2 separate regions of the Manis pentadactyla genome follow, and region 2 is linked to region 1. A link is a contact called in public Hi-C data. All regions are on one chromosome and are shown on one strand. Each heading gives the region's core, a stretch centred on a gene start, on an enhancer-like site or on the middle of the called end of the contact. The rest is flanking DNA. Distances are from core to core; before and after follow the strand shown. Region 1 holds the start of ZNF396 (zinc finger protein 396). Region 2 holds the start of GALNT1 (polypeptide N-acetylgalactosaminyltransferase 1).

Evidence for each region. A called contact is a pair of places that touch in the nucleus more often than the background predicts.
Region 2: a Hi-C map of skin fibroblasts shows a contact between it and region 1, with 2.5 times the contacts expected there. The contact joins the promoter of GALNT1 here to the promoter of ZNF396 in region 1. A contact is called at or near these places in 2 of 3 Hi-C or Micro-C datasets (fibroblasts and skin fibroblasts).

The regions. Positions count from the first base shown.
Region 1 is chr6:122,472,736-122,480,382 of mManPen7.hap1, reverse strand. ZNF396 (zinc finger protein 396) reads left to right here and starts at 4,136. Exons shown (of 4, transcript XM_057504116.1): 1 at 4,136-4,240; 2 at 6,613-7,079; 3 at 7,349-7,493. The coding sequence starts at 6,684. It overlaps LOC118935357 (a long non-coding RNA gene), which reads right to left and starts at 7,069. Exons shown (of 4, transcript XR_008998321.1): 1 at 6,973-7,069; 2 at 4,571-4,929.
Region 2 is chr6:122,673,634-122,681,280 of mManPen7.hap1, reverse strand. It overlaps GALNT1 (polypeptide N-acetylgalactosaminyltransferase 1), which reads right to left and starts at 3,793. Exons shown (of 12, transcript XM_057504119.1): 1 at 3,546-3,793.

The DNA of each region.
Region 1 (7,647 bases), core at 2,887-5,386:
CCAGAGGTAGAAGGTGAACTGAAGTGTCACAGAATGAGTTTTTGGAAACCTTTTGTAAGGTTGTCCTTACTCACTTAGGAAAGTCTCCTGAGAATGCAGTACCTATCACTCAGCTTGAAATGAGCTGATTCGGGCTCCATTTTCAAATCTTGCCATGCTTAATTGTACTTGGAGTGAAGAGTTTCCTCATGGCTGCTGTGTTCTAAGCAGGAAGGCAGCAAAAACCCAGGAAACAAAAATGTTGTAAAGGGGAATGGGCAACCTGATCAGTTTAACACATCAGCAAAGGTTTGGCCCTCCCTCAGGCCCAGAAAACCTGCCCCATTGCAGGTTGTGTGAAATTTTGCTCTAGAATAGAAATGAAACATTTGTGTATGCCAGGTGGTTTGTCACAGCAGCCAGTATGGTGTCCTTTGGCCCCTATTCATATCTAGAAAGCAGAATGTGAGAAGAGATGATTCCTCTGGTTTGGCCTGTGTGACCAATTTGTCTGAGGTTGACTCCCCAGATGCTGAAGCTTCTATAACCATTGAAGAACTGAAACCACTCACCCCTTAAGCAGAGAGGAATTTAGTGTGAAGAGCTATTGCAAGATATTGCAAGGGCTGGGTATGATGGGTGCTGCCAGAGGAGAAAAACATATGAGGAAAACTGTAAGGATTGAATTATAAATACAACCAGCATATATGGCAAGTCATATTTGACAAACTCAGAGGAAAGAACTTGAAGGAGCCTCTTGGAGATCATTCCGTCTTCTGTTGGGAATCCCTTTACTGAGTTTCACAGATGAAGAAATGTTAGCAATAATAATAATAGCTACATTTTAAAACATTTCCTTTTAGTGTAAAAGATTTCCTAGATACTTAGAAAACCCTACCTCAGTTATTTATTACTTCACTTATTTCTCAGGACAATCCTGTAAACTAATCACTAACATTTCCTTCATGAGGAAACTGAGACTCCAAGAAGTAAATTCACTTGCCTCAGGTGTCCTGGCCAGGAAGGGAAGCAACACTAAGAGGGCCTGTACTTGACCACTGGTCTGGTGTGATTTCCATTACATCATTACACCACACAGCAGATAAGCTCAATCGGAAATGCTCTCTGAGAACCACATTTAAGATCTGAAAGAGTGGTGTATACTCCTCCACTTTTCAAGTTCAGAGGCTATGAGCAGAGCCATTACTTTGAAAATACCTGTGGTTATAGATTAAAATGCCAAGGATAGAGCATGAAGACCAGGCCACAAAAAGAAAAAAGGAGGTATAAAAGCAGTGTCAGCCACACCCTTGAGAGTCCCAGGAGTCCTCAGAGTCAGTCCATTTCCAGGCCCTGAAAGAAGCAAGCTGACCGGGTAACTGATGTGAGTCCGTGAAGGAAGGCCAATCCCAATGTTAGGAGAAGAATGGGCCCAGGAGAGAAGAGGCCTAGGGACCAGGGAGGCTCAAAAGAGTAAATAGGCTAAGACCAGGGAGGGTAGTTGGCCAGAGGAGCTTAGAAGTCCTGAGTAAAAAGGCAGCCTGGGCTTGATAGATGAGAGCAAACCCTCAGATAAGGGGGGTGAAAAGGCCTAAGAAAAACCTGTCTTTAAGAGAAAAGAGCCCTGGACAAGGAGAAAACCTCTGTGAGGAGAGGGTGGAATGGGGCTGGTTGGGTGTGTGTGTGTGTGTGTGTGTGTGAAGGTCTGAGGAACAGAGCAGGCTGCAAGAGGGGCTGAAGGGAGAATCTGCCCAGTGTTTTCAGGCAGTCTTGGCTAAGAAACCTTTGCCTCTTTTCATCAACATTCCCACCCTGGGCCCTCAGTACTCCCACAGTTGAGCCATCCATCCCACCCCCACGGCCTCATCCAAACGCATCACTGGCATTGCTACCCGATGTGCCACCCCCCACCATTCCAATCTTTCCAGAGAACACCCCCAGCTACATGTAGGACTCCCTGAGCCCTTAGCAAACTCTCCAAACGTATTGCTCTTCCCTCTGTGAACCCACTAGGCTGTGAATGCTCTGAATCATGCCTTATTTGTCTGGGTATTGATTTAGTAGTGCCCTGAACTCAAAGACAGTTGTTCAGATGTTAGCAACAGCAGTTTGTTATCTCTACCAAAACAGAAGCAGGTGGTAGTTAGCTGGTAATAGTCAAAGGCCTGAACCCAGTGGAGTTGAAAATTGTATTCACCTTCTGCCCTCTTGTGGAATGAAAGGCAAAAAACATTATATATTACTACCTTGAAAGAAAGGAATTTTTTTTCCTATCACCTCTTCTTCCTCTAAATATAGTTATATTTTTAAAAAATTTTATTAAGGTGTTGATATACACTCTTATGAAGGTTTCACATGAAAAAACAATGTGGTTACTACATTTACCCATATTATCAAGTCCCTACCTATACCCCATTGCAGTCACTGTCCATCAGTGTAGTAAGATGCCACAGTCACTATTTGCCGTCTCTGTGCTACACTGTTTTCTTTGTGACCCCTCACACCATGTGTATTAAACATAATACCCCTCAATCACCATCTCCCTCCCTCCCGACACGCTCTCCCCTACCCCTCCCCTTTGGTAACCACTAGTCCCTTCTTGGAATGTGAGTCTGCCGCTGTTTTGTTCCTTCAGTTTTGCTGCGTTGTTATACTCCACAAATGAGGGAAATCATTTGGCATTTGTCTTTCTCCACCTGGCTTATTTCACTGAGCATAATATCCTCTAGCTCCATCCATGTTGTTGCAAATAATAGGATTTGTTTCTTTCTTATGGCTGAATAGTATTCCATTGTATATATGTACCAACTCTTCTTTATTCATTCATCTACTGATGGACACTTAGGTTGCTTCCATATCTTGGCTATTGTAAAAAGTGCTGCGATAAACATAGGGGTGCATATGTCTTTTTGAATCTGAGAACTTGTAGATTCCAAGGAGTGGGATTCCCAGGTCAAATAGTATTTCTATTTTTAGTTTTTTGAGGAAACTCCATATTGTTTTCCACAATGGTTGAACTAGCTTACATTCCCACCAGAAGTACAGGAGGGTTCCCCTTTCTCTGCATTCTTGCCAGCATTTGTTGTTTTTAATCTTTACGATGCTGGCCACTCGTGTGAGGTGATATCTCATTGTGGTTTTAATTGCATTTCCCTGATGATTAGTGATGTGGAGCATCCTCTCATGTGTCTGTTGGCCATCTGAATTTGGCTTGAGTCATTTAACCTACCACCATCACCTTAAACGCATCCCCTTCTGCACTTCTGGGATGTCTTGCTATTTGTGTCAGCAGGTACCTCATCAAAAATCTTATCTGTGAAAGCCTCTTGTTGAAGCAAGAATTTCAAATTTATTGTCATTGCAGGTTAATTAAGAAGCAAGTTTTTCCCCTAAACCCAGGTCTGGTGTAGACTGTGTGAACCAGCCTTTTCTCTCATCACTTCAGACTCCAGCATTAACACACTTTTGTTTTGTTTTTTTTGGTCATATCAAAAGGGTTTTTTTCTTGTTTATTAACTAGCAAGTGGTAAATAAGCATCTCTGTCCTCTCCCTAATTTCCCACTCCCCACTATTTTCCAACCACCCTAGGAAAACTGGGTGGAGGAGGAAGCCAATATGTGGAGCTGTGGTCTTGTAGTTCATTTGGCGCAATTTATTTTTCATTTACTTAAGATGATGTGAAGAAACATGTACATATGCATTGGTGCCAAAATATGTGTGTGGGCGGGTTCTCCCCTTTGTAAGGGCCATTGGGTTCTCTTGTGAAAGCATGGGGTGGAAGAGGTAAACCTGTTCAAAAAGGTTCCTTGAAGCATAGCCCTCAGTAGTTCAGATGGCTTTAGAGGAAAGCTGTACTGGGTAGCAAGCACAGGATTCTCTCCTCTGTGGCCTTGGGCAAGTCATGGAACCTTTTGGTTTTATCTCCTATAAAATGGAAACAACCTTACTAAGTTACTGAAAGATACGTGAAAGATCTGAGCAGCAGTACTTTGAGAAATAATGCTGCGGATGCTAAGCAGCGGGGTTCCCACCCGTCGGGTACCCCCTTCCTGTCGCTGGGGAGCGGCCACCCAGAAAACCTAAGGCGAGGCGGCTGGTCTCCGTGGCAACCGCTCTCTCACACCGCGTCCCGCCCCACCCCCACCTCTCCCCCAACCCCGCCCCACCCCCAACCCCGGCCGCGAGGACCGGAAGCAGCTTCCAGCCGGTCGCTTCCCAGGCTTCTCCCGGATAACGCGAGTCGTCGGTCCTTGCACGGAGGTGAGAGCCCAGGCCTCTGCGCCACTAGGCCGCGGTAAGAAGCGTCCGTCTTGTGGCGGGTGGAAGTGGGTGGCCGCGGACAGCAGGTAGGCCTTGCAGTAGCTCCCCCACTCCCTTGCCTCTGCGCCCGCGAGCACCCCCTCTTCAGACCGTCCCCTACACCCGCTGCCCAGGGCTTCCCCGCGGGCCCCACTTCGGCGGCTCACCCCCTAGCCTCTCAGCACGCGTCCGCACACCCCCGACCCCGCGCACCCGCGTGGGGCCTACCCCCTCAGGTGACCCCACTCCGGTCCCCTGGCCCGGCGCGCGCTCCCTGCCCTTGCCGCTCACCTTCCTCATCGCCACGTGCGTCTTGCAGTCTCGCAGAGTTTGGTCCCCGCGGGAGAGGGGCGCTGCGTGGGGTGGGGTGGCGGGGGCCAGGTGAGAGAGGTGGCTGGGGGCGTCGCACACCGACCTTCCCCGAGCCGGCCCGCTAAAAGAGGGATTTTGAACTGGGCGCCAGACCTCTCTGGAAAGACTCAGGATTCAGGACTCTGAGCGAAGCCTCTCCTGCAGGGACCCGGTTTGTTACAGGCCCTCTTGTGGCGTTGGGGGTTTGGTGACCCCGTTTCTTGTGCTGGTCTGAGAGCCATTGCTGGAGACGGCATGGATTCGGCTCCTGCTGCAACGTGCGTTCCCGCGGCACTCTCCTGTAAAGTCCAGAGGCAGCTTTAGCTTAGTTTCCCTTGAGGTCATACCCGAGACCCTTCCCGCGCTCAAGTCTCGCCCCCAGACTCTGTTCTGGCCCGTGATCACCGGCGTCTGCTGCTCTCTTTCTGCTCTTGGGAGCCCTACCCCTTGACCAGGCAGCACCGCGTGGATAAGGGTGGACGGCCTAGATTCAGACCCCAGCCCTGACGCTTTGCCCAAGGTCATGATGCCTGAGGTTGATTTGGCAGGTTTCTCATCTGCAACACAGGGATGAAAATAACCTATTTGTACAGGGCTTTTGTGATAATTTATATTTATTAAATTTCCTGTTATTTGCAGTGTAACACATCACTGTATAAAGCTGTATAATTAATTTGGTAACATTGTTGCCTTTCCTCTGCTAATAAGTTTTATGAAGCCACAGGCTTTGTTCAGGTCACCTCTGCGTCTTCATTGTCTAGTCTAGCGCTTGGTTCTTAAGTGGGGAATTAAAAGGTAGGCTGCATAAAGAGGCCATATAAGGGCACATATAAGATTTTTTAATTAGTCACCAGTTACTAGTGGTACATATAATAAAATGGTACCTAGAAAAGTGTCTCCCACCCTCTTCCTGCTAACAGTCCCTCATTAATTATGATATTGCTGGTGGCATTATGAATTAATAGTCTTCTGAAATTTATTTGGTAACACTTAGCAAGACATTTATCACTCTTCTTTGACCCTAATAAGCCAAATCCTCCGGACACCCTTGAAAAAGATAATTTTAAAGGACAAAAATAGTACATTCCTGAAAATGTGCTTCCCAGCATTATTTATAATAGTAAAATTAGAAACAACTGAAATATTTTATAATAGATAAATAGTATATATAGATGTTATGGATGCGAAGTAGAAGTGAATATGAAAAAAATGGGATAATCTAAGATGGATATGTGATTACTTTCTCCTTTCAATGGTTCCTTTAATGTCCAAACAATACTGTTTTAAAAATCAGTAAATGTTGGAAGAAATTGACACAAAAGTACTTCTCTCATAAGACTATTTTTCAGCACTCTTTGCAGTAGGCTAGAAAAAAATTACCAGCTTTTTTTTTTTTTTTGAGAGGGCATCTCTCATATTTATTGATCAAATGGTTGTTAACAACAATAAAATTCTGTATAGGGGACTCAATGCACAATCATTAATCCACCCCAAGCCTAATTCTCATCAGTCTCCGATCTTCTGAAGCATAACAAACAAGTTCTTACATGGTGAGCAAATTCTTACATAGTGAATAAGTTCTTACATGGTGAACAGTACAAGGGCAGTCATCACAGAAACTTTCAGTTTTGATCACGCATTATGAACTATAAACAATCAAAAAATTACCAGCTTTTTGAGCCTGTCGCAGAGTCATAACTTTTCTCAGGCTTCCCTATTTCTATTCTCCTATGCAATCCTAGATGATCTCTTATTGTGATATTTAGTCAGCTTCATGGGCATGATTTTCAGAATAAATTGGGTATTACTCAAGCATATGAATTACTGGGTCTTAGCTGATTCTTTTAAAGAAGGAAGTATTTGAAAACATGGTTTAAGATTGAGCGCAGTACTTTCTGTGCAGTCCTAAGTATCTTAGCTGTATTGTTCAAGAAACATTTGTCTTTATCTTATTTACACTTGTTTCTTTAATCATATTTAAGGAGTGTCCATAAGGAGAACTTTACCTCCTTGAAGATTAAAGTGTAGTGGTTCTGAGCTTTTCTCGGTCCAAATGTCTGCAAAACTGAGAGCATCAACACTCCTTCCACAAACTTCTAAGGAGCCTGACAGCTTCCTGGTAGTGAAGGTGGACGGTGATGATGAGCAGGCCTGTGATCTGGACTATAGCCCAGAGACCTTCCGTCAGCGGTTCAGGCAGTTTGGCTACCAGGAGTCCCCTGGGCCCCGAGAGGCTCTGACCCGGCTCCGGGAGCTTTGCCATCAGTGGCTGAGGCCAGAGATGCACACCAAGCAAAAGATTCTGGAGCTGCTGGTGCTGGAGCAGTTCCTGACCATCTTACCAGAGGAGCTGCAGGCCTGGGTGCGAGATCACCAACCAGAGAATGGAGAGGAAGCCGTGTCTGTGCTAGAGGAGCTGGAGAAAGAGCTTGATGAGCCAACTGAGCAGGTAAATAAGGCATCTGTGGAGATGAGTCAGGAGCTCTGGGCATCACTGGGGTTAGAGTTCTCAAATTGTACTCCCACTCATCACAGCTCCATATGTGGTATGGTGAGTGTGCTCCTGGCTGTGCCAGAAAGTAGAATGTGGCTCTGCTTTTTACCTCTCTTTTGCTGTGTTCCAAGATATTTTCTACATACTTTCTTCTCTGTTATTTTATCCCAGAGCCCCAACCTGATTGCCTTCTTCAGCCTCAGTTAATGCCTAGTTGTTTCCAGGTCTTTTTTGGACAAAATGAGGACACGCTTGCTGAGAAACTAGTGCCTTGTGAAATCAGTCAGCAGATACCACGTAGTCGGCACAAGCCTGCAAAGCAGCAGCTGCAGTCGGCATCACGGGAGCTTCACTCCTTCAAACGGAATGGTGAGGGGCAGAACAGACTCTTCATTAGACCTTCATTAGAATTTTCAAACCTTTTTTTAAGCAGCATGACCCTTTCTCAAATGAAATTTTATGTGGAGTTCCAGTATACAAAACAGATGAAAATATAGCTACTCTAACTGATAGAGGAGAAAAC
Region 2 (7,647 bases), core at 2,544-5,043, 200 kb before region 1:
TTCTTCAACAGGCAAATGGTTAAAAGAATTGTAAAAATACATATGTACTATGAAATATTATTTAGCAATAAAAGGAAGCAACTACTTACACACACCAGATGAACCTCCAGAGGATTATGTTGAGTGAAAAAACTAATTCCAAAAGGCACTCACTGTATGATTCCATTTATAAAATATTCTTGAAAAGACAAAATTATAGGAATGGAGAACAAATTAGTGATTGTCAAGGCTTAAGAAGCAAGTGCAGGTAGGAAGAAAGTAGGTGTGGCTATGGAAGAACATCATGCAGAAACCTGAGGCAATGGAAATGGACTGTATCTTGACTGTACCAATGATGACACTATCATAATTCTGATACCGCACTAGTTTTACAAGATGAAGTGGAGAGAGGGGGACATCTTAACAAGGAAAAATCATAAATAAAGATGCAGAGCTGGACATAAGCAAAGTGCCTACAGAGAAAGAGACATCTGCGTGTGGTGAAATAACAGAAAGATGGGATTAATAGTGCAGGGTAGTTACGGAAATTCCCAAAATCCAGAGAGTTCGAATGTCACCTACTCAAAGAAGCCTTCCTCAGCAACCCAACCAACCAAAAGCAGCAGCTGTCCCACCTACAGTCTCTCCAACATCCTTTACTTTTACTTTATAATGCTCACCGCACATAATTATTACCTACTTAACTGCATGTTTACTTAATGCTGTTCCTTGCCCATGTTATCTTGAGTATCTAGGGTGTGGTACAGAATAAGCACTTGTCGATAAAATTGTAGTATTTCCAGAATATCTTGCCTGGCTTTAGTGCTTTTGCATATCAACAGGCATTCCTCAGGGGTGGAAAGCGGTAGTTCAACTCCATATCAATGGGTTTACCTGGGCAACCACAGGCTTATCAGAATCTGAGAGGTTAGGGGGAGGTCTTTTTTTTTGCTTTTGCCTGAGTAGGAGAGAGATGGCCCCGGACTGCAGTTTGTAAGCAATAAACAGATTTTAAACTTTATTTCTCCCTTTGACTGATTTCAGTTTTAAAGGTATTTTGCCCCGGAATTTCCTTTCCCCAAAGTTACAGCACTCAATAAATATTAACTGGAGAAATGAACAGTAAGTATTCACTCCTAGTTCTCCTCTGTGCAGCCACACCACTCTTCCTCCATTATCTGTTACTCCATTCAACTTGGTCCCTCTCTGGACCTACTGCTTCTTTTACTTAATCTCTCCTTTTCCTTGCTTCTCCACCTCAGCCTAGCTTTTAACCCATCATAAAAATAATAACCCAGTATATTTTAAAACAGTGGTTCACAACTGCAGAGCTGTAATACTCTTCTTAATCTCAACCAATTAGGACCTGTATCCCAAGAAATCTGTTAATGAAAACAAATTACTAAAGCTGCATGTTGTTACATAAGCATAATAGATGTACGTATTACATAGACAAACCAGTAAGAGCAGAAACAGTGTAATACCTGTCCCCCTTTACTTTCTTGAATATGAGAGTCTTTTCCTAGAACTGGATGATCCTATCTGGTCTATGGAAAGCTGTCCACCAAAGACAGCCAGACAGTACTCCTCAAGGCTACCAAAGTTAGAAAAACAAGAAACTGCCAGAGCTATGAATGAAACTCAGACCAGGGCTTGGAGCAGAAAAGCCACACATAGCTCTACCTTCGTTTTGACTCTGGTCTCATGCTCTTACCTGATGCCATGAGAATCATCATGCCTGCAACTGCCTGAGATTAACAACCAATTTGGACTTCCTAGCATGCTTATTCATAAACTCAACAACATTTATTGAGAACCTGCTGCTTACCAGGCACTGTTAAGTCTCTGGGGATACCTGGCTGGAAAAGGAAGACACAATCTCTACTCTCATAAACTTTATATTCCATTGGAGAAGCCAGGATTTAACATGTATTTGTTCCCAGGAATGGTAGAGCTTGCTTCTTAAAAGCCCTACCAAACAATCCATCAGTACATTTGTTAAACCCAGTTACCACTGGCATTCTGAATTAACACCTTCAATGTGAACACAAATCACCTGAGACAGATCTTTGATCTAACTCTTGTGATCTGTTAAATCACTTTAACAGATACTCATTAAACTTACATGGTTGGGACCTAAGAGCCTGCATTTCTTCCAAACCCCAAAATGACAAGGCTGCTGCTGGCTCCCAAACCACCCTTTGAATTAGCAACACTCTTAAGCACCATGGAAACATCCCTGAAATTATCACGTAAAATGCAAGCTCCGTAAAGTCAAGGACATTTGTCTCTTATTCACCACAGTATACCCAGGACTTGAAATTGTGCCTCACAGATGGCACTCAATAATTATTTACTGAAGAAGTAATGGATGTATCATCTAGACAAGCACCATTAAATAGTAGGCAACAGTCATATCTGGCTACTCAACACTTGACACTTGGCTAATGCAACTAAGGAGCTGAATTTTTTTTAATTTAATTTTAATTAATTTAAACAGCCACATGTAGTAAGTGGCTACCAGAGTGGACAATCCACGTCTAGACACAGGTGTGATATAAAGAGCACTGGATTAATAATGCCTAGGTCTGAAAAATGCCTAGTTCTGCTACTTGGCTTGTGACCTGAAAAGTTACAACTTCTTAGGGCCTCAACTTCATCTGTGAAATGAGGACAAGGCACCGCCGCCCGCCCCCCGACCCCAACTTGTCAGGGTTCTTGTTCTTACTGTAACTGAACATATTAAGCATCAAGTATGATTAAGGTGACATTCTCTACCTTTCAGAAACAGTTCACGATCACAAACACTACTTTGCCTATTGCCCACACTTGCCAGAAAATGTCAAGCGCGTTTGGTCAGGTTGGTTAGCTCAGTGGCTTTGTGAATGAGGCCAAGGTCATAAGTTTGGGGGGTGGGGAGCCTCCTCACTTAGCAAGGCTGACCAGGTAAGAGAGACAATGACAATGCAAATCATCCCAAGTCCTGCCAAATCTTTAAATGGGCATTATAGTGATTATGGATGAGTAAATGACATTTTATCCATTCATTCTTGCAGGAAGGTGTGGGTGCCACATTACTAAATGCCACACTCCTTCGCATGCACAGACATTTGCTAATTCAGGGCCCGGTCCTCTTCGCGAGCAGTGAGCGGGGAAGCCCCCGCCCCAGGCCGCCCGCGTGTCCTCCCTTCCCCCTTCGCGCCAGCCCGACGAGGGTCAGCTTAGCACCTCGGTTCCCAGTACCACAACGCGAGCCGAGCCCAGGAGCCATATTTAGCCTATTTGCGGTATATAGAACAAACTTCCGTCTTCTAAAGAAAAACGGTTGTAACTCAATGCCAAACTAGGGCAGAAAGTCGCCGCTTGCCGGGGCTGCCAACCAAAGACGTGTCCAGCAGCCCCGGAGGCCCCGACTCGGACCCCGCACCGCGCGCCCGCGTCCCTGCCACGGCAGCGCCGGCCACAAAGAGACGGGAGCCGCGGCTGCGGCCGGGCCTCCTCCTCCTCCTTCGGCCCCACGCAGGCGGCCGCGGCTCGGGATAGCCCAGGAGCGGGGAGGCACTCACCTCCCTCCGCGCGCGGCGGCGGCGGCGGCGGCGCGGGCGCTCCTCCGGGCCGGCCCCGGCGGTCGCGGCACGGTCCCGCGGGCCGCAGCGCGGTGCTAATCTGGGGCCGCCGTCCGCCGCGCAGCCTTCTCGGCCACTGCCGCCGGCTCCCCTGGCGGGCGGGCGGGCCCGGCGCGGGCCCCGCCTCCGCCGCGCCCTCCCCCGCCTCCGCGCCGGGCCTCGCGGGCTCGGCGCGCTACTCGGAACCGCAACGCATGCTGCCGCCTCTGCCGCTCGCTCGGGACCGCCTCGGCGCGGCGGGCCAGGCTGCAGGGCGCCCGCGCAGGCCTCTAGGGCGAGGTCGTCACAGCGCGCGGCGTGCGGACGCCGATGCGGCTGCGCGGGGCTAGCCGAGGCGCCGGGCGCTCACCGGAAGCGCCGCCCCCAACCTCCTCCTGCCCCACAAGGCCCAGAGGCACTTCCGTCCCAGCGCTGGACTTAACGGCGTTTCGGGGACACTACCCTGCCTGCCTGAGCCGCGGGGCGGCGCGGAACCGAGGGGAAGGCCCCGGGCGGGAGGCTTGCCCACGAGGGCTCGGCCCTGCCGTCCGGACCGGGCGGTGCCCACCTGAACCACCGACAAAGAGACTGCCGCAGCAAGTAAAATAACACTCGGGCAATAACTCCTGGGGTAGGGGGAAGTGGAGGTGCACTCACCGCGCCAGGGAAGGCCTCGGATCGTCCCCGTCGAGCATGAAGCTGCTCCTGACCCGTACAGCAGCCCGAAAGCGGCCAAGGCGGACCTAGAGCTGGAGGACTGTATCGAGGCGCATTCGTGCTGCCTTGCTGAGCCCTGAGCCAGGCGTCGAGGATCTAGGAGGCCCACGATACAGGGTGGGCGGTGAGAGGGAGACCACAGACCGGCACCCCAAAAGGAGGTAGGTAGGCCTCGGGGGACAAAAACTCAAGCCCCCTGCAAAATAGGGATTGTTTGGGGAAGTGTCTGCTGGATAATGCCCTGAGAGGGGCGCTTCCACTGTGCTCCTTGGGAAACACTCCTCGACACTAGTTCTGATAAGGAAAAATTTAGGACAGCAATTTACAAGGACAGCAGTCTATCTAATCCAGGTGGCTTCCTTCTGTTGCTCTTCTTAGCAAAGATGTGTTAGCAGAAACTCCCTTAACTTCCCCCTCCCCTTCACTCCGCACTCTGCCAGGCACTTCCTCCCTAAATTCACTCCCCCTTGCCTGCTCGCTTGCTGTGCTGGTAGGAATGTTACAGATACAGAAGCAGAAAGATATATATTACTTCATTTGCCTTTGTTCAGGATTCAGACTTTGGGAGATTACTCCCCTCTGAGCCCACCAGTGTGAAATAAAGCCTCAACATTCCAAGACTTCCGAGTGCGTGCTTGCTTCTTCCATCAGTGATCCAGTCCAGGTTTTTCAGTATTTTCCATAACAATTCCAGTACCTATCCCTGCCTTACCCTAAAGACAAGAAACATTCACTATTCCCCTATCACTCACACTAGGCATACCCAACCGTTTTTTTAATAAACTAATTTTCTGTTTAAATCATTGAGAAATTTGTGTCTTGCTTGTCAGCCAAGAGCTAAAATAATGAGGCTAATGTTTATATTATTTAAATAGCCCCATTTAAGTTTTAAAAATAAATGCTATGTATGTTCATAGAGGGCACCAAAGGCTGTAAGCAAAAAAATGTTACTGAAATTATTTCTGGAATTTTGCTACCGTGTTTTGTACTTATCTACATTTTCAAGTATTATACAGTAAAAGTTAAAAGTTGCTTTTTAAAGGTTCTAATAAAATATTTTGAAAAAATGTGAATGGTGATTGGTCTGTTAGTATACCACAAGGAAACATCACTTTGAAGTTTGTATCTCTTTAAAATACTGTGTCAGAAAATAAATATGTATCTGGGGGAAAAAAGATTTGCAAATATTATATCTGATAAAGGACTTGTATTTGGTATACATATAGAACTCTTATTAAACTCAATAATAAGACTAACAATCCAATTTAAAATGGGGAAAGTAATTGAATAGACATTTTACCAAAGAAAACATTTAAATGGTCACCAAAAGCATGAAAAGATGCTCAACATCATTAGTCATTAGCAACATGCAAATCAGAATCACAGTGAGAAAGCTCTTCACACCCACTACAGTAGCTGTAATAAAAACTGACAACAAGTGCTGGTGAGGAGATAAGAGAAATTAGAACCCTCACACATACTTGTGAGAATGTGAAATGGTGCAGCCACTTTGGAAAAATTTGATAGGTTCTTAAAAAGTTAACATATGAAAGTACCATATGACCCAATTATTCCACTCCTAGGTGTATACCCCCAAAAAACAAAATATACCCATATAGTAAGCTTATGTAAATATTCATAGCAGCATTATTCATAATACCCAAAAAGTGGAAAGAATCCAAATGTCCAACAGCTGGTGAATGGATTTTAAAAATGTGGTATATCCATACAATGGAATGATAGCAATAAAGTTAATGAAATATTTCTATAAGATACAATGTAGAGAAGGAGAGAGATTCAAGATGGCGGCGTGAGAGGCGAGACAGAGAATTCCTCCCAGAACCACAGATAGTATGAAAATACAGTTAATTGCTACAACTAACCCTAAAACAGCAACAAGAAAAAAGGCTGAACCAGACTGCATGCAGACCTCACGAACAGAGCAGACCTCAGGGTACCATACAAAAGCCTTTACCAGGCGGAACCCAAGCCCTTCCCTCACCCCAGCTCACTGGTGGGAGGAAGAGAAATGGAGCAGTGGAGGGGGTGGAAGCCTAGAACTGCTGAACACCCAGCCCTGGAGGTCTGCTTTGGGAGCAGAAACCTACACCGTGTGGTGCTCTGGACGTTGAGGAGCTCAGACAGGTGGAGTGCTTGACACACATTGCCGTCATTTGTGGAGGAGGGGATCCACACCCGGCCACTCTGACGCAAAGGAAAGGCAGGCGGTTTGAGAGGCTTCTTAGCAGCGAAAGGGCTGCTGAAGGAGCAGGGTTTGCACAGAGCTTGCTGCGCAGTGGAGGGGAGAGCTGGACAAGGTTGTCTGGGTGTGCTTTGTCCAGCTGGTTGGGAACTTTGAGGAGCTTCAGGCAGCCCATCCCCCTGGCTGCCTACTCAACTCCAAGGCTCCCAGTGTGATACCCAGCCTGCTACACCTTCCTCCTAGCCTGCTGGCACCGGTTTGCAAACCAGCAATCACTGCGCTGGCGTGAGGCCAGCCAGAAGGAGGCTCAGCCTACAACAGCTATAGACACTAAGAACAGAGGCTTATGCCTGTGTGCTTGGCCCACTGGCTCTGACACTTGAGACAGGCACCAGACGGGAATCAGGAAATAGATCTTTCCACCCCCCAGATGCCAGCTCCACTCCTCTACCACCCCCAGCCTCACTCTAGGGGCTGAGCAACTTCAGAGACTGGAGCTTCTGGGCACTAGTGGGAACCACACAGAATTATGAAACGTCAGAAGAACGTGGTTCAGACCAAACTCTCACAAACCCCAGAAAAAGGGCCTAATGAAACTTAACTCACCAATACACCTGAAAGAAAGTTCGAAATAAAAATCATAAACATGCTTATGCGGGCACAGAAAAATATTCAAGAAATCAGGAACTAATTTAAGTAGGAGATTCAATCATAAAGAAATTCCATATCTGAAATGAAACATACAATGGAGGGATTTAAAAGCAGATTAGATGTAGTAGAAGAGACGGTAAGTGTAATACAAATTAGAGAAGAGGAATACAAAGAAACTGAGGCACAAATAGAAAAAAGAATAAGAATGAAAGAACATTGAGAGAACTGTGTGACCAATCCAAATGAAACAATAATCGCATTATAGGCGTACCAGAAGAAGAAGAGAGAGAAAAAGGGATAGAAAGTGTCTTTGAAGAAATACTTCCTGAAAACTTCCCCGAGCTAGGGAAGGAAATAGTCAATCAGTCCATGGAAGCCCACAGATCTCCCAACACAAGGGACCCAAGGAGAACACCACCAACACATACAATAATTAAAATGGCAAAGATCAAAGACAAAGACAGACTTTTAAAAGCAGTTAGAGAGAAAAGA